Linked DNA regions of Rattus norvegicus: regions 1, 2 and 4 are each linked to region 3. A link is a contact called in public Hi-C data. All regions are on one chromosome and are shown on one strand. The core of a region is the stretch at or near the end of the contact, and the rest is flanking DNA. Distances in the headings are between cores, read along the strand shown. Region 1 holds the start of Ppp2r5a (protein phosphatase 2, regulatory subunit B', alpha). Region 2 holds the start of Pacc1 (proton activated chloride channel 1). Region 3 holds the start of Ints7 (integrator complex subunit 7). Region 4 holds the start of Nek2 (NIMA-related kinase 2).

Region 1 (4,487 bases), core at 1,896-4,395, 180 kb after region 3:
CCAAACCTGCATACTTTAGGTGACTAGAGAAGTGTGACTTCTGACTTCTCTGACAACAATAGAGAGCTTATTAAAAACAGGCATCCAACTGTTTCTCCATATTTTCTGATATTCTACATCAGGTCCAGGAGTCTGCATTTCAAATAATAGCCTCAGTTCTTTTTGAAATAAGGAATTTTGTAACTACACTTTCAGAAGCTATTGAGAGCTGAAAATTGTATTGTTCAATAGTGCCTATCTATTTCAGTAGATGCTAAGAGCAGTTAAGTAACCCAGTTCCTGCTTTCTTGGTGCTTCTGAATCTTCAGAGGAGAAGGAGCACACTGCCATCTGGGGTGGCAGGTCCTGAGGATATGAATAATATATACAATCGGAACACTAAGGGAGACATCCACTCAGGGCAGATTATTGTGCATAGCTTCACAGAGGATAGGTGTCTAGCTGGGCTTGGAAGGTTCAACAAACGGGGATGAGGTGGATCATTTCAAGATGTTGGAACAACTCTAAGTATCAAGAAAGCATGATGACTTTGTGGGATAGTGTGCCTGAACTGGAAGAAGGGGGAGAAAGAAGAGGAGGAGAAGGAAAAGGAGGAGGAAGAGTAGGAGGTAGAGGATTAGAAGAAAAAGAGGATGAGGAAGAGCATATACACATGCCTGGCAAGTCAGGAGTCAGACTGAACTTGAACTCTATTCTGCAGGGACATAAGACAAAGAACTACATGTAACTAAGAAAAGCTGAGAACTGGAGAAGAGCACACTCATTGGTTATCGAATCCCAAATGGTCACCCCTGACACATACATGTACAAGTAACATTATAGGGATTGAGCAGGTCTTATTTATATACCTAGGAATATACCTATCTCTATATATACATACATAAACAACTAAAGAAAAAGAGACTATGAATTTGAGAGATGCAAGAATGGTGGTTTGGAGGGAAGGGGGAATGATCTAATTATATTATAATCTGGAAATATATGTAAAACTGGCCCTTTGAAAGGCCAGCTGGCAGTGATCTTCAAACCCCTGAATTATGATGGGTGGTTCATTTGCAAATTGTTAAAAGAAAAAAAAAGCTTTGAACATTGTGAGGTAGTCTGGATTGGATAAGAAAGGTCTTGAAGTTGCTGATGCAGTCTGACTGAGCCTCTTTGATGGAAAGAATGTATATAACTTTTTGTTTTTTATATTTAATTTTATATTAGAAATTTCATACAAGTATTTCTTGTACATCAAACATATTCCCCTTCCATTAATCCCTTTAATTCCCTTAGACAATTTCATGTCTACTTTCATTCTGCAAATTCTTGATTTAACATACCTATGTAAAATCTAGGAACCGCAAACAAGAGGAAACAAGATGTTTTTATGTTTTTGAGACTGGCTTAATCAGCCTAATATGATTATCTCCGGTTGGGCCTCTTTTCTTACAAATGATATAATTTTGCTCTTTATGGTGGGAAAATTCTGTATACACATCATATTTCCTTTTGCATTCCTCTGTTGTACACCTAGGTTGGCTATATAATTTAGCTAAGGGAATGTTTCGAGTGTGGGTCTAGAACTCTACTTTTGCATACTTCTCGATCCTCCTCGAACATCAGGCCAGTCTACTTCACCTCAGTTTTTATGTCAAAAGGAAAAGGTGTAAGACTTGCAGGAGAGACTGCAGAGACTATTGGAGAGGGGAGATCACTTACTGTTGAAGCTCATACGGATGCCCAAAGCTAACATGAGCAGTCCTTGGCTTTAAATATAAAACTTAGACGGAATCTCCTAGGAAGAGATCCCAAAACCCCAAATCAGCTAATCTGAACTTGGCTACAGATGACTGAAGGCTAAACTTGGGCTAAGTTCGAGACGGGAAACTTCTTTTCAGAGGGAGTAGACTTGCAGAGTTCTCTGAAGTGGTAGAAACGAGCTTGCCCAAACCCCACGCGAGATCAGCGCTCAGTGAACCGCGGCGCCGAGACCTTGGGAGCTACAAATGGATTCCCCAACCACCAATTACGCGGTTTAGGACCAGAGAGAACGAAGGCCCGCCCAGGAGCCTAGCACCGCGCTCCGATTGGACAAGCTCATTCCTCTCCCCGGGCTCTTTGGCCTGTCAATCACTCCGCTCTGACACGACCTCGGCCCCGCCCCCGCTCCACTGACGCAATGCCTGGCGTTCTTGGGCGCCCCGGCCCTCGCTTTAGGTCCTCATTGGTCCCCAGGACGCAGAGAGAAGGGGGGGACACTCTTCTGCTTTTTGAGCTGACTGTGTAGTTTCCCTCTCACTCGCTGTCTGGAGGACAATTAGAGTTGAAGCGTAGCGCCAGAGTACACGGAAGCCGACCGCGGCGCCGCGTTTCCCCTTTCTCCCTCCTGAGAGCTCTCCTTTACAGTTGTGACGCACAAGGCACCCCGCTCACTGACTTCACTTGCGATTGGTTGTGGCCCGCGTCTGTCACATAGCCCCCTCCCTCCTTCCCACCCAGCTATGGACTCTTGATAGACATCCGGGAGGCCACGCCCCCTCCCCGTCTGCCGCTTAGCTCTGCGATTGGTCGAGGGAACTGGCATGCTTTCCCGCCCCGGCCCCCTCCGGAGACTCGGGAGGCTAGTGGGACCCCGCGGAAGTTGTCAGTCAAACTCCTCCCTCCACCCCCCGCGAGGACCTCCCCCGGGCCGCGGGAGCGCGCACGCACGCGCACGGAGTCCCCCCTCGCCCGTACCAGCCACCCTCTCAAGTTGTAGCAGTTGCTACCCCGGGCGTGCTCCGTGGGCGGCCGGTGGGCGCGGGAGGCTGAGCGAGGGCGACTCTCCAAAGATCGGGGCGCGGGTGGCCGCCCCGGGCGATGAGGGGCCAGCGCTGACAGGAGAACGAGAGCTCGGCGGCAGCTCGCGCGGACCCGCGATGGAAGCGCCCCGGGAGGAGGCTCCCGGCCGGGCGGACGGCGCGGGCAGCAGCCGCTGAGGATCTGCCCGGGCTCGGCGCGCCAAGGGGCCGCGAGGCGCGCCCGGCGTCCGCACCCGCGCGCTCTCCCCAGCCGTCCAAACTTCGGGCTCGCCTCCGCCCGCCCTCGGCGCCGGGCGTCAGCAACTTGTGCGGCCCGCGCGCCCCCGCCCTCCCCTCCGCCAGCCCCGGGAGGTGGCCTCGCGGCGCGGGGATGCGGCTGTGAGGCGCTGTCGGGTGAGGAGCAGCTTGCGGAGCGCGAGGGCGGCGCGGCCGGGGCCCGGGACGCAGGGGCGCAGGCTCGCCGTGCCCGTCCCCGTGCCCCGCCGATTTCCCGGGCCAGTCGCCTCGGCAGGCGCCGAGCGCCCGGGTCGCCGAGATGTCGTCGCCGTCGCCGCCCGCACCAGTTGCCTGCGCCGCCATCTCGGCCTCGGAGAAAGTGGACGGCTTCACCCGGAAATCGGTGCGCAAGGCGCAGAGGCAGAAGCGCTCTCAGGGCTCGTCGCAGTTCCGCAGCCAGGGCAGCCAGGCGGAGCTGCACCCCCTGCCCCAGCTCAAAGGTAACCCCAGCTGCCCCTGCTCCGCGCTCCCGGAGCAAGCCCCACTCCCCTTCCCACCTGCGCGCTTGCCCCACCTGCCCTGCCTTGGCGACTCCAGGGTCGCCAGGTACCTGCGTTCCCTTTCGTCGTCCAGTCCCCCTACTCCCTACTCCGCTGAGCCTCGGCTCTGGTTTTCTCCACGCTTAGCTAGTTCATCACTTTCTCTACTTGTCCCTCAGTCGCCACATCCAGGGTCCGAACAAACTGCTGCCGAGTTAGCTGGCCTGTAGGTTTAGCTATACAGAACTAGCTTGAAACCGGGACCAAGTGACACCTTACAGTCTCGTTAGACGTAAATGTTATTTCATAGAAGACCTCGATTGTCTTTGGAGAGGTTATGAAGGAATCGTGTTTCTTTGTAGTGCAACGGGAACTTGGTTCGCACGGCTGTGCTTCCAAGGACTTTTGTAAGGTTTTGTAAGTAAATTCAAATTGGTATCCGTGCCTAATGCCTCGCAGGAATGCTTGGCACCCCTTTTGGCTTACTTACTTTTCCCACCACGTTTGGGGACTTTTCACGAGTTGTTTACTGGTTCTGGCTTATTCTTTGAGAATTACTATCTTTTGATTTACTAATTTCACATCCTTGCCTTTTATGAGCTAGATGTCATTAGTGGAAACGATAATCACGTTCCTAGATATTTAAGAAATTCTTGTAACCTGATAGAAACCTAGAGAATGATTTACAAGGCCAAGAAATTAAAGACTCATGCCAAAATAGATAAATGATCAGCAGATTTTTCAATTCGTTTGACAAAGATCCAGCATCCCTTTCAAGGCCAATCTGGTTGTGATTTGTCTTTGAGTCTATGAATCCTCACTTAGTTTGGCAAGGAGTGTAAAGAAAACCCTAGATCAAATCAACAGTTGACCAGCAAGAGCTTGGAACCCCATTTAGACTCTACATCTGCCTCTAGGGGTGCTTCTGAATCAAGGACGTACCACA
Region 2 (4,451 bases), core at 949-3,448, 250 kb after region 3:
GGAGAAAGCGTGAACAGTGTAGCTGGACCGGCCTTGCTTTTTCTCTAGGCTAAAAAAGCAGAAGCTGCCATCCACATAATTGTCACACATGCACAAAGGTCACATGATACAGGATGTGTGAGACCAATTCCACAGACTTCTCTCACAGCCGGATGCTGGGAAACTACAGTAAAGGACTTAGCTAGTCTGGCTTGCTGAGTTGTGAGGGAGACTCGTATTCCCAGCCTGTCTCCTAGCTTCTGGTGACCACCCTGGCATTCTCAGGGCTACCTCTAGCTGTGTCTGATGTCTAATCCCTTCCTACATTTTCAACAAAGCCCCCTGCAGTGTGCACCTCCTTGGTGGTGTACCTTTAAGGACACCAATGCTCAGTTCAGGGCCCAGCACAACCTTGTCATTGTGCAATACACTCGAAGTGACTCTGTTTCCAGTTGCACACAGGACAAGCACTGGAGTTACCCTTCAACATCTCCCAGGAGAGAGTCAGTTAATGAAATAGGAGTCACGCCACCTTGGTCTCATTCCAAAGCCCATGGTCCTAGCCACTTCCCAGAGGAAGAGGAAATGTGGCTTAGAGAAAAACCCAGAACAGCAAAACTGGTGTCAGAGCTCCATGGGGACTAAAGAGCCCACAGATGTGGGTGCAAATGGCACAGCAGAAGGTGACAGATGGCCAGGTACCAGGCAAGTGCAACCTCAGCTCACGGCGTTCTTGCATGACCTGTCAGATGGGGGAAATTTTGCCGCTGAGAAAGCAAAGATCAGGATAAGTGTCCCGTCCTTTTAGGAGGAAGGCAGGTGAAGTCAGTTTGGAGGGGGCTCTTGGGGAGATCACATCAAGTTAAAAGGTACTTTTCCCCCCACTCTGAGACAGGGTCTCATGTAATCCAGGCTAATTTCAAACTCACTATAGTGGAGAATGACCTCGAATTCCTGACCCTTCTGCCTCTACCTCCTAGTAAACCTAGCACAAGTACTGAACTATCTCAGCTACAAACACCCAGCCCTCAGAGATCTTTCACAATTACTCTAGATGATTTGTTAAAAACAAACAAACAAACAAAACTCTAGAGAGACAGTGGTCCCAGGAAGACTGGAGATTCTCAGAAGCCAAGCCTGGCCAAGTCACCCCGTCCCAGGTACAGTGGCAATCCCCGTCCCTCCAATCCTCTTCCAGATACTCAGCAGCCATCACAGGCCTTTGCCTATCCCAGGATAAACTTCTCAGAATGCTCCTTTCTGGGGCAGAACCTCAGCAAACACCTAACTCAGTCAGGTCCGCTCTCAAAACAACCCAGGCAAGAAAGGGAGTCTTCTTGGGACTTCAAAACAGACCTGAAAGCGAAGGGAGGCGGGGCCTCTCTAGAGCCTTCTACCATTAAGCACGACTCCAGTGAGCACCTGAATCCACTTGTGGCCTTGCTCTACGAACAGGACAGCAGCCTGCATTTCAATACATTATCTTATAAGCTCTGCTAAGTTGCGGTCCTCTGAAACTAGTACCCCAAAACTCCGCAGAAGCAAGAGCTGTCCGCATCCTGGTGACCCCAGGGCGCTGAGTTCAGAACGCTGCTAACTCGTTTGGAAGGAGTGAGTTTCCAGTGTGGCCAGGGCCTCCGTGGGTGGAGACGGCCATCGAGACGAGCTGTTGGTTTTGGGCTGCTCCGGTTAGACAAGGTCTAACGGTATGGGACGGCTGCACGGCCTCAAGCAAACCTGGACAGTAGTGGCTGACGGCTAAGGATGCAGTGCCGCGGGAAGACACCCAGGCAGGGCAGGGCCAGGGCAGCCCCAAGCGAGAGGAGCAGAAGGGGCCCGGAGCCAGCGCGGCTCTGCGAGGGGAAGCCGGAGGCTCCGGCGACAGACAAAGGGCTGCGGGGGTCGTGGGGCCGTGGGGGCGGCGAGGAGCCGCTGAGAAGCGGCTGGCTACGCGCTTTCCCCACACCCAGACGCCAGGATCCCTTATCATCCCCGCTGGCCCGCATCACGCAGCGATTCCACCTGCTGCAGAGCCCGCACGCCACGGAGTGCCAATCATCCACCTGCGCAGGGGTCGTGGCGCCCTACCCGCCCTCCGCGTCCGCCCTGTCCGCACCTCCTGGTAGGATGTGGAGAGGTCTTGTCGGATCATGGCACTGGCCGGCTGCGGCTCACTAGGGACCGCGACGCTGCGGGAGGTAGGAGCTCCGAGGTCTACCCGCTCTACTAAGTGAGACCCGCTCTAGTCTACCGCCTAAGACCAGGCGTGGCGGCGCTCAACGCATGCGTAGATTCTGCTGCCGCCGCGGGCGACGCTGGGAGTTGTAGTTCTGGGCGCCGGGAGAGGTGGAGAGAAGAACCAGCTTGGCTCAACCTCCTACTGGAGAGGCAAGCAGTAAGTAGTCTCGCACTTCCTCTCTTTGTTGCAGGCAGAAAAATGGAGTGCATGAGGGCAGCATGGTACAGGGGCCAGTCGGAGCACCCAGTAAGGGGAGAGGAAACTAGCCTTGCGATTTATAATGGCAATACATGTCCAAAGAGCCCTTTGTGTTACCAAGCTCTCCGTGCACTTACGACTTGATCCTTCAAGAAATCCTTCAACAGAAACATTTTTTTTCTCTCTATTTTACAGATTAGTAAACTGAGGTAATGAGGATGACTTCTGTCAGTAAAGATAGGGAGAGAGTGGTGATCGAGAAGTTATTTCATCCAGGAAAAGAATAACAAAATTCTGAGGTGGTGGGGGGAGGGTGAGACAGTCTGACTTTGTAGCTCAAGCTGGCCCTGAATTCATAGGCAGTTACTGTGTCTCAGCTTCCCAAGTAAAACATTACATCTTGCTTCAATTCATATAATTTACAATATTCCTTTTTTTAAATTTATTTTTATTCTCTCTCTCTCTCTCTCTCTCTCTCTCTCTGTGTGTGTGTGTGTGTGTGTGTGTGTGTGTGTGTGTGTGTGTGTGTGTATTGTCTGTGAGCAGGTGACCATGGAGGCCAGAGAGGACATCAGACACACTCAGCCTCCTATGTAGTGCTGGGAACCAAACCAAGGTTGTCCTGTAAGAGTAACAAGTACTCTGAACTACTGAGTCGTCTCTCCAGCAGGTTCCTTCATTCTCCAGTTGAATACTTGCAAGTCTGGCTCTGCCCTTCAGCCCTGATCGTTCCAGGTTCCTCCTTTTGTCTAACACTGCAGCAACTGCCAACACTTGCCTGGTTTCGAGGTACCTTGTCCAAGGCAAAAGGGATCACTCAGCAAACACCTAAAGACCTGTTCAACCATAAAAGAAGCCTTGAGCTACAAACCCTAAATGTGGGGAGAATGGAGTGTCTTCCTTGTGACTGAGTGGGCTCAAGGACCCCATCTCACTGCCTAGCGCCACTCAGCTGTGAAGCAGATAGAGGCTGCGTATTAAATGTCAGTGAGGGGGTGGACAGATGGCTCAGTGGTTAAGAGCACTGACTGCTCTTCCAGAGGTCCTGAGTTCAAATCCCAGCAACCACATGGTGGCTCACAACCATCTGTAATGGGATCTGGTGCCCTCTTCTGGTGTGTCTGAAGACAGCAACAGTGTACTTACATACATGGAATAAATAAAATAAATCTTTAAAAAAAAAATGTCAGTGAGCTCTGCTCTGTGCTGCTGCACTTGCAGCTTGGCAGCCCTGCCCCCAACCTACTCATGCAACTCAGCCCCTTCCCCCTCTCAGCGGCAAGTAGAATGTCACCAAGCACCTCTAAACACCCTGGACCTCTGGGAGCGTTCCCTCTGTTAAAGTGCTCCTCTTTGGGAGGTCTGGTATCTCTAGGTGTTTAACAGCGACAGCTAGTACTGCCCCAGACAGGTGAGAGCAGCGGCAAGTGGCCCCTCTAGTGGTCCAGCTCCCACTCAGGCCTCAGGTGGCCGGACCTTAGCTACACATATAGATAGATAGCCCTTACATAGCCTGGGTAACAGTGTTACAGCTCTTATTGGGCACAGGAGGTCAGCACTCCTCACTCAGCCTTGATGGCAGCCAGGACTCCAGCTCCTGCACCTGGGGTGTTTGAGACCCTTGGCCCTAAAGGCCTGACAGCTCTCTGGAAGTCTTCCATAGCCAGGGCTGGAGGTTTCTCTTTTCTGATATCTATTGTCTCTTCTCCAGCCTTGCTCCCCACTCTGCTTTTGTCATCCCTGTTCCTGTGCCAGCCATCTTTCCAACTGTCGAGTGGCTCCTCCGTCATCTGCCCAGCAGCTAGCTGGCCGTCCTGCTGCTTTTGCAGCTCAACGCTGACCGTTGTCAACTTTGCCTGTTGTTGGTACTCTCTTGTCTCACTGTTGCTCTCTTCCTGTTCCCAGCTCAGCCTGAACCACTAAGAGTAAACAATTCAAAACCACTAAGGACAGCCTTTCACTGGACCTAATGCTGGGACACCAAGAGAGGCAGGGGTGGGAAAGGGGTCCTTTCACTCAGTGAGCCAAATAGTCG
Region 3 (4,615 bases), core at 1,248-3,747:
CACCTACTTATTATTACACATATGTATTTTTATTTCAACTCTTCTTATTAAAAAGGCTGCATTAATTTTTTCATTACAACTGCAACTTTTCTTTTAAAGATCTTTATTTTTAATTATGTGTATGTAGGGGAAGGGGGAGGGGGAAATATGTGTACACCAGACCTTCTAGAGTTACAGGCAGTTGTGAGGTTTGAGATGTGAGTGCCGAGAACTGAACTCTGGTCTCACAAAAAAGCAGTGTGGGCTCTTAGAGGCCACGTCATCCCTACAGCCACAGCAACTTTTTCTAAAAATGCAAACCTTATTTCATTATGATTGTGTGTGTGTGTGTGTGCACATGTACATGTGTGTGAATGCAAGCACAGGAGTACTACAGGTAGAAGACAACTTGTACAAGTCAGTTGTTCTTCCACTGTGGGTTCTAAGGATCGGACGGACTGTCAGGCTTGCACGGCAAGTGTCTCACATGGCAAACCATCACACTGGTCACAACACTTTCAGAAGGTAACTCCAGATATCCTTTTTTCCATGCTCTCTATCCTTGTCACTGTTCTACAACACTATCTACTCTTAGCATGGGACAAGATCAGCTACAGTAGAACATTAAAAATGTCTGTGGGAAGGGGATTATAATCCAATATTAAAGAATAAAGTTCCTATTATAACTTCATATTTCAGAGGCAAAGATCTATAACTTGTTAAAAGTAAAAACCAATATAACAGATGGACATCAGTTTTTGTGTCATGAGAATGTATACCCAGGTAGATCAGAGAAAGTAAAGACTTTCTTTAAGAATCCTACACTGGGCAGGATGTGTCTCTAATAACAAAGTATTTGGCACTGAATAAACCAGTGTGGTGGGTCACACCAGAACTAGGACTTGGGAAGTTGAAGATCAAAAGTTGAGAGTCATCCTTGGCTTTAGGGAGTCCAGGCCAACCTAAAAAACTCTTACCAGTAACTGGTTTCAACCAGGGACAAGGGACAGAGGTGCATATTTTACATACCAAAGCCAACCTGACCACCAGGTTCTCCCAGCACACCCTGACTCCAACCTTGAACCTTCCAGCCCAGGGGCTGGACGCCCTTTCCCTCAGAGTCTCCTCCCAATAGAAATCAGACAGTTTGGTCCCTCAGAGTCTCCTCCCAATAGAAATCAGACAGTTTGGTCTTTTTCTCTTCCTATGTACACATCACCCCTTTCTCTTTTCTGTTTCCCTTCCCTAACCCCTCTCCCCTTTCTCAGGGTGACTTGCCAGGCCTTGGTCCTTGGGGCCAGTGAACTCACCCACTCCAGAATAGCTTACCAATAAACATGCCTTTAATACAATCTAACCTGGCTTAAATTGGCTCATTTCACCGACATCGGAGGCTCATTTCACCGACATCGGAGAAATAACCTATCAATAAACAACCCAATACAAACATTAACTTTTTGTTGTTGTTTAAATCCCTAAAAGGCAATACGCATGTTCAAGTCAAAGGGACTAAAGTGAATTTGCAGGCAGATCCTTAGTTTCTAGTCCCATTCTCTACAGGCTATACACTGGCTGCAGGTAACCAAGAATTGTCTATGGGGTAAAAACCTTGGAAGTACACAGAAACAAACGTCTCACATTAACACAGGACTTCTTTACAGATAACTATCTGTCCTTGCCTAGCGACTTATCCACCCGGAGACAAAGGAGTATCTCTTCAGCATTTAATAGATGCATCTTTTTGCATATCACTGCCATTTAAATTGCCCACTTTGCAGACAAATCAGGCTAGTTGATAACGTCGCTTCCCATAATCGCTTTCGTAGAACTGGAATTCAACTCCTAACCCTAAAGTCATTTCTCTTGGCTACCTGCACAAGGGACGCTAACTCGTGGAACTTGTCTGCAGAGAATGCGCGCGTTCAGCCATGCTCTTCCTTATGGAACCATGTTCTCATCCTTATGGAACCTGTTATAGAACGCGCCATTCGAAGTCTCACAAGACAAATCGCTATAAAACGCTCAGGAAACCATATGGCTCTCTTGATGAAGGTTTCACCTGCACTGAACGTTTTAAAATATAATCTCCGACTTCAGGATTTTTAGGAATTGTCTCATTTACTGTATGGGAAATCTGAGACTGTAACCCCAAGTGGTCAAAGGCGTACTCGCTAGCGCAGTCCTCTGCTCCCGCTGTGCAAGGCCACTCCAACAGCACAGCAAGCGCCCAAACGCAGGATCCAAGACAGCGGCGCTTCCCGCCCCATACATCGGCGCATGCGCCTTCCTAGCTCCTCTAGCTGCCGCCACAAGGTGGCGCCACTCCCCCCAGATGCCTCTCCCGTTCCCCTCCTTCCGTACCTTTGTCCAGTTCCATAAGAGCGGAGTTAGCGTCCAGCTCCTGTTCGCCATAGCCGGCATCGGCCAGGAAAGACTTGGTTGAGTTTGACGCCATGATCCTTATAGTTACCGGACTCGCCTAGTCACAAAGATTGCAAACTCTTCCCCTGCACCGCCATCTTCTCCCGCCGCGGTCTCGCGGATTTTTCCCTCCGTGAGCTGTCAGGCAGTGTACGCATGCGCCCGGGCCGCCCGGCGGTTCGCCCGCGCTTCTGTGGCCCCCCCCGCGCAGGCGCTCAGGGGGTTTGTGAACCCTGGGTTCCCGCGGCTGAGCGAGAGGAAGGCGGGGCTTAGAATGGGGCCGAGCCTCCGAGGCTCCAGAACGCTGCGACGAGAGCCAATCAGAGAGCATGACGTCAGTTTGGCGCGGAGTTTGGCGGCCGGGGCTCGCAGTGGCGGGAGTTGGAGGCAAAACCGTGTCGCGCTGTGGAGGGCGCAAGCGGAGGCTCCGGCGGAACTTGGGGGCGATCTCCTCGGCGTTCTCCTCAGCTGAGTCTTCTCCTCAGGACGAAATGCTCTTCAACTCGGTGCTCCGCCAGCCGCAGCTCGGCGTCCTGAGGAACGGTGAGTAACGGTCCCAACGGCCGTGGCGGGAACCACCTCCCCCCAGGCGCTCCACCTTGGATCGCTGCCGACTCCGGGCCTCGAGTTCTCCCGCGGCAGGAGCGAATCCGGGCGAGTGAGGACCGCCGAAGAACCTCGTACTCGGGTTCCTTCTGGAAGGACACTCTTCACCGTAACCGAGCTTTTTAGTTCGGAACGGAGGCCGAAGTTAGGACGTTAACTGGCGCCCCGGGCCCCTGGCTGCTTACGTCAATATCGCGCGTTAACTAGAGTTAGCTGGCTGGTGTGTGTCGGGGATGGGGGACGCACTGGCACAGGCGATGTACGATCTTTGCAGAACCTTAGCGATCCCTGCAAGTTCGTTGTCGTGCACTAGCGCGCGTGGCCCGCAGTTGAGGAACTCAGTCAGGCAGAGAAGTCGCTTAAATCTTGCTTTTTCGGCGCCAAAGCCCCCTCCCCCATCTCTGCAGGTTCTGAAAAGTTCTAAAATACAGACTAAAAGATGCCCATAGCTACCCCCACGAGGCGACCACGGGTAATAGATGGAAAGGTATTGTTTCAAATGTGTTTTGATGCCTAGGTATTTCCAGAAACAGGATTAAATTCGTTTTTCTCTGCACGGTGGAATTCAGCCATATTCTCCTGTTAGCATATAGAAGGCCAACTCATTTCCTACAGTTCTCTTGGGCAGCTTTACAGAAACATTGGCAATGCGATTGGGTTTATGTGTGATTAAACTAAGACTTTGAAGAGTGGGCCTAATAATGTTGAGAAGAGGAAAAGCTCCTTGAGGTCCTGCTCGGATCAAAAACTTTGTATTCTTACTCCTCCTTGGATACTCTTGTAGTTAACATTCTGCTTGCTCATTTCTCTCCTAGAACTTTACAAAACTCCCCCTGTGTTAGGAATGGCCGCCCTGCACAATGCTTGTGAGTGGTCTTTGGAGTTACAGCATCTGAGTTTCAACTCCACCTTCTTTTCCTATGTGACATATTTTCTATCTATCCACTTTTCAGCCTGTCGTTCCTGTTTACAGATACTGGTTCAGTGATAGGCATTGGAATTCCTTTATTGTTACCTCCTGAAATCTGTGTGTCTCCTTTCTTTTTCCCCTCCTGGGTTGCTGTGCCCACTTGCTTGGATGATTATAGCCTTAAGTAAGGATCCACTGTGCTCACATTATTCCAGTCCCTATATTTTGGATTAGTTTCTGTAAAAGCTGTGTGTGTTGATCTTAATCTAGACAGGCACACAAGCATCTTACATTTTGAAGCCCCAAACTGAGTTGGCATTTCCCCAAAATTTGTTACCTACTTTGGGGACTGACATTATTAAACTGGTATCCCAGCTAAAAACTGAGAGTCACTCAAAGACTCCATAGTCCTCATTATGACCTTTTCAAAAAAATTCCCCTAAGCTTGCTTGAATCTATCTCCTTCGTCCCCACTGACTCTGCCTCTTTACCACAAACTGATTCTTCCATTTTCTGTATTCCTTTTCCCCAGACTGGAATCTGATACTTTACTCCCTGGATTATAATATGCCTCCAAAATGTGCTTTTAGTTTCCTTTCTCTGCTGATGTTTGTAAAATAGAATATAATTACTTACTCTTGAGAATTTTTAAATCCATATCTAAAAGTTTTTAGTGTAAGCTTTAAACATGCAAAAATA
Region 4 (4,138 bases), core at 1,068-3,567, 250 kb before region 3:
GGGTCATGAGGGACACTGCAAGACCGCTCGGTGGTTTAAAGCACCTGCTACTCTTACAGAGGCCTGGGTTTAGTTTGCAGCCCTGACATGACAGCTCAATCCATCCACAACTCTTGTTCCAAAGAATCCAATGTCTTCTGACCCTCTTGGGCATTTGGCACAGACAGGTACACTTACATACATGTAGACATAACACCCATACACATAGATAAGTCTTTAGTTTTCTTTTCCTTTTTAAAGCTCTAGTTGAATACAGAGGAACTGTTTGGCAGGAAGTCTCTTTGGAGAAAAATCTAAGTGGGGTTAGAGAGCTCAGTGGTTAAGCACTTGATGCTCTTCCATAAGACTGGAGTTCAATTTCTAGTATCTGGTCAGCACAGTTGCCTGAAACTCTGGTCTGAATGTGTGGAATGGGTGAGTCCAGTCCCTCCTCCGGCCTCCATCGTACACACACACACACACACACACACACACACACACACACACACACCATTCACTCACAAGACACACATATTATGTATACATAAATAATAACATTTAACAAATATGTATTATATATAAAAAGAACTTGGACTATAACTCAATGGCATAGCGCTCGCCTCAAATGTCTGAAGGCCTAGGTTCAGTCCCCAATATCAGGGGAATAAAGTAAAAACTCAAAACTTAAACTGTACTGTGAATCCTGGGCTATTTAGCAACCCAAGCCTCGTTTCTTTACATCTAAATGCTCCACTTAAGATACTAAAAAGTTAAATTCAGATGTGGTAGTTCACACCTTTAATTCCAGCACTTGGGTGGCAGAGGCAGGAGGATCACTTTGAGTTCAAGGCCAGTCTGATCTACAAAGTGAGTTCCAGGATAGCCAGGGCTACACAGAGAAAGAAACCCTGTCTCAAGGGGAAAAAAAAAAGTTAAATTCTAAAATACTCACAGGAGACATGTAATAGGGTGTGCCAACAAACGTCTTTGCAAAACTTGTGTCGTGATTCAATATTCTAGCTAGCCCAAAGTCCCCAAGCTTGACATTGTGCTTGCTGTCCAGGAAGACATTGGCTGGCTTTAGGTCCCGGTGAAGTACAGTGTGGCCACCATCGCTCCTTCTGTGACACTCTTTCAGGGCCAGTGTCAACTGAGTCATCACTCGAAGGACAAACTCTTCCTCTAAGTATTGTCTGGAGCAAAAGCAATCACACAGTTCACAATCCTGAATGAAATCATCTTCAATACCGGACAAATCATTTAAAGTGTACAAACACAGAAGTAAATTATCTTTGGCATGAACTGTGGGAACTGATTTGCTAAGGACTTTCCAACCTATCATGCAGCCACCAAACAAGCACAGAAACATTCTACCACATTATTAAGGATTCTGCCCCTGTTCTCGACAGACTGTACTTAACGACCACCAAACTAGACCCGTTCAGCTTACCTATCCTTGGTCCCCTTTGTAATGACACTAGCCAGGTCCCCGCCCTCACAGTACTCCATGACAATGTATAGGGTTGTGTTGGTTCTGTCGATAATACGATCGTAGTAACGGACGATGTTTGGATGTTTCAGCTCACGAAGCAAGTTCACTTCAGACACAAGCATTTGTTTCTCCACCTCTGTCATGGAGCCATAGTCAAGTTCTTTCCACACCAGGATCTGAAACACAACATTCTCAAGGTGTGAGGCTCTATTGTCCTCGGAGACAAAGGATGAAATTTCCAAGCTGAAAAACTTAACACTATGTGGCACGTTCCCGGGTCTCCGGAAACTCCATGCAGGTGTGTCAGCGAGGGAGTCCAGACCGGGTTAATTTACTGGGAAGACCCACCCTAAATGTGGGCGGCACCATCCCCTACGCTAGAGTCCTGGAAGGCCTAGGGCGCAGCGGGAATGCAGAGCACGTGAGCTCGGCTCTCGGCCCGCCGCGGATTCGCGCCTCCAGGGGTTCCCAGCCGTGGCGGCCAGCCCACGAACCCTACCCTTCCCTTCCCTGGAGGCTACAATCCGATCCTCCACGAAGAGTTCAGGTGGCCGCCCTGCCCCTTCCCAGCGTAGGCGACGCTTGTCCCTCCCTAAGCCCGCCATGGAAGGGCTGCCCGGCGCCTCACCTTGCCGTCGCTCTTCCTCCGAATCTTCTGACAGCGGCCGTAGGAGCCGGTGCCGATGCTGTGCAGCACCTCGTAGTCCTCCACCCGGGACGGCATGACGAGCGGCCACCCCGGCAACCACACTACCGCGCCGCTCGGAGTCCAGGCTCGCCCGCCGCACGCCAACAGCGCCGACCCCGGGGACCCTAGTCTGCTTGTCGGAGCGGAGCAACCGGCCGCCCGGTCAACCGTCGCGGGCTGCGGCCTCGCCTCCTATTGGTCCACAGTGAAGGTGCATCTCAGCTCTGATTGGCTGAGAAAACACAACACTGCTAGGCATCTTGGGAAAATGCGTGTCGCTAGGCAACCGCGTCGGCGTTGGTGTCTGCGTTAGTGAGCTGCTCTACGGAGTTCGCGCGGCGTCGAAAACCCCAGGGACCTGGGACCGCGCAAAGCCTGTTGGGGCTTCGGTAATTCCATTCCTCCGCTGAGGTCGCTGTGGTAACGGAGGTCCAAAGATCTCAGACTGGAGACGCTGGCCTTTTGACCTTTCCACTTTGACCCCCCAGCCTTTTCCGACTCATGTGCCCGCAGCCCCTGAACGTAAACCGGTACGTGTTGTGGTACTGTGAGGGACACAGTGAGTGCACCGAGCACTTTACATTCCTCACACTTAGAGAGCAGGAATCCTTGTTCCAGCCCGGCATGGTGGTGCGGGCAGGCAGATTTCTGTGAGCTGGAGGCCAGCCTGGTCTACTTAGTAACTTGAAGGAAGCTAGAGCTTTGTAGATGGGCCCTGCCTTACCCCCACCCGCGAGAAAGACACCCCCGGCCGAGAGAGAGAGAGAGACAGAGACAGAGACAGAGACAGAGAGACAGACAGAGAGACAGAGACCCACAGAGACAGAGAGTTGGCATGTGTTTTCTGGGCACAGTTAGCACAGTCTATATCTCTGAACATTGAACTGAGAGACCTGTCACATAGAAACGTATCCAAAGCTCAGGGATCAAGTATGGAAGCATCCAGAACACAGTGGTCACCACACTGTCAAATTTTACTTCTAAGACATCTACCAAAAAAAGTGTGTTAGGAAAAGAAGTGTTCCCAAATAGCCTATCAGGGGAGCTGAATGCAGTTTACTGACTTCAGCTCACACAGCCAGCCCTGCTTTGACTTGGGAAAGGGGAGCTAAAGGTCTCCATCCGGGGCAGCTAGAGGATAGCGTGCATTACCAGAAAGCTAATAATCTGTTGCATAATTGGGTCATTGTTCTTAAAATATCTGTTCATGGTGTGATTGAAAAAGAACCCAATGTCCTATTAATAAGAATTAGAAACTTCCTTATGTTAAAAATAAAGAATTTATTTCGTGTACTGAATTTAGTATAAGCTAATTGGATTGCCAGCCAGGAGAACTTTTAAATTAACATTCAAGGACATTGTCTCACCTCAAAGGAGTAGGATTAATTTAGATCTCAGAAATTATATAAGGAGCTACAAATGGCTGAGGTCATTTATATGGTGCGTGCGGTATACATTATGTGTGGTATGTGGTGTGATGGTGTTTATGATATGTAGAGTGCTGTATGTGATATGTGTGTTATGTTTGTATGTGTGGTATGTTGTATGTGGTGTGTGTTGTATATGATGTATGTGATGTGTTTATATGTGGTATGTGTTATATGTAATATATGTGGTATGTTGTATGTATATATGTGTATGTGGTATGTGATGTTTATGCTGTGTAGAGTGAGATATGTTGTGGTATGTTGTGTGTGTGTGTGTTGCGTGTTGTCTGTGATGTGTGGTGTACGTGTGTGTACGTGTGCACTGACACTCCTGTTGAGGTCGTTGGCTAGCCTGCTTCATACCCAACCCTTCATTTCCTTTCTGGACAAAGAACTCTTTGCTCCAAACCCAACACACTTTCTGAGCTTCTCAAAACTAACTTGATAACTGCTATTCCATTTGTCAGAAATTCCACTTGGATCCCTACTTCACGCCTTACCCCATCACGGTTACTGTTGATTGTCAACTTGACAGGCTGTAGCATCACCTAG

What was found. A called contact is a pair of places that touch in the nucleus more often than the background predicts.
Region 1: a Hi-C map of liver shows a contact between it and region 3, with 6 times the contacts expected there. The contact joins the promoter of Ppp2r5a here to the promoter of Ints7 in region 3. A contact is called at or near these places in 9 of 12 Hi-C or Micro-C datasets (Schwann cells, frontal cortex, hepatocytes and 5 more) and 1 of 1 datasets of contacts at active chromatin or transcription factors (oligodendrocytes).
Region 2: a contact with region 3 is called in a Hi-C map of liver, with 2.0 times the contacts expected there. The contact joins the promoter of Pacc1 here to the promoter of Ints7 in region 3. A contact is called at or near these places in 11 of 12 Hi-C or Micro-C datasets (the A7r5 cell line, Schwann cells, frontal cortex and 6 more) and 1 of 1 datasets of contacts at active chromatin or transcription factors (oligodendrocytes).
Region 4: a Hi-C map of prefrontal cortex shows a contact between it and region 3, with 3 times the contacts expected there. The contact joins the promoter of Nek2 here to the promoter of Ints7 in region 3. A contact is called at or near these places in 7 of 12 Hi-C or Micro-C datasets (the A7r5 cell line, Schwann cells, frontal cortex and 4 more) and 1 of 1 datasets of contacts at active chromatin or transcription factors (oligodendrocytes).

The regions. Positions count from the first base shown.
Region 1 is chr13:105,505,425-105,509,911 of GRCr8, reverse strand. Ppp2r5a (protein phosphatase 2, regulatory subunit B', alpha) reads left to right here and starts at 3,145. Exons shown (of 13, transcript NM_001107891.1): 1 at 3,145-3,502. The coding sequence starts at 3,322.
Region 2 is chr13:105,433,578-105,438,028 of GRCr8, reverse strand. Pacc1 (proton activated chloride channel 1) reads right to left here and starts at 2,198. Exons shown (of 8, transcript NM_001007679.1): 1 at 2,096-2,198. The coding sequence starts at 2,131. It overlaps LOC134481545 (a long non-coding RNA gene), which reads left to right and starts at 2,228. Exons shown (of 2, transcript XR_010057149.1): 1 at 2,228-2,374; 2 at 2,963-3,600.
Region 3 is chr13:105,684,090-105,688,704 of GRCr8, reverse strand. It overlaps Ints7 (integrator complex subunit 7), which reads right to left and starts at 2,497. Exons shown (of 20, transcript NM_001191675.1): 1 at 2,341-2,497. The coding sequence starts at 2,434. Dtl (denticleless E3 ubiquitin protein ligase homolog) reads left to right here and starts at 2,784. Exons shown (of 15, transcript NM_001427431.1): 1 at 2,784-2,943. The coding sequence starts at 2,892.
Region 4 is chr13:105,934,988-105,939,125 of GRCr8, reverse strand. It overlaps Nek2 (NIMA-related kinase 2), which reads right to left and starts at 2,317. Exons shown (of 8, transcript NM_053691.2): 1 at 2,100-2,317; 2 at 1,430-1,647; 3 at 932-1,172. The coding sequence starts at 2,195. It overlaps LOC120096356 (a long non-coding RNA gene), which reads left to right and starts at 2,553. Exons shown (of 3, transcript XR_005492767.2): 1 at 2,553-2,689.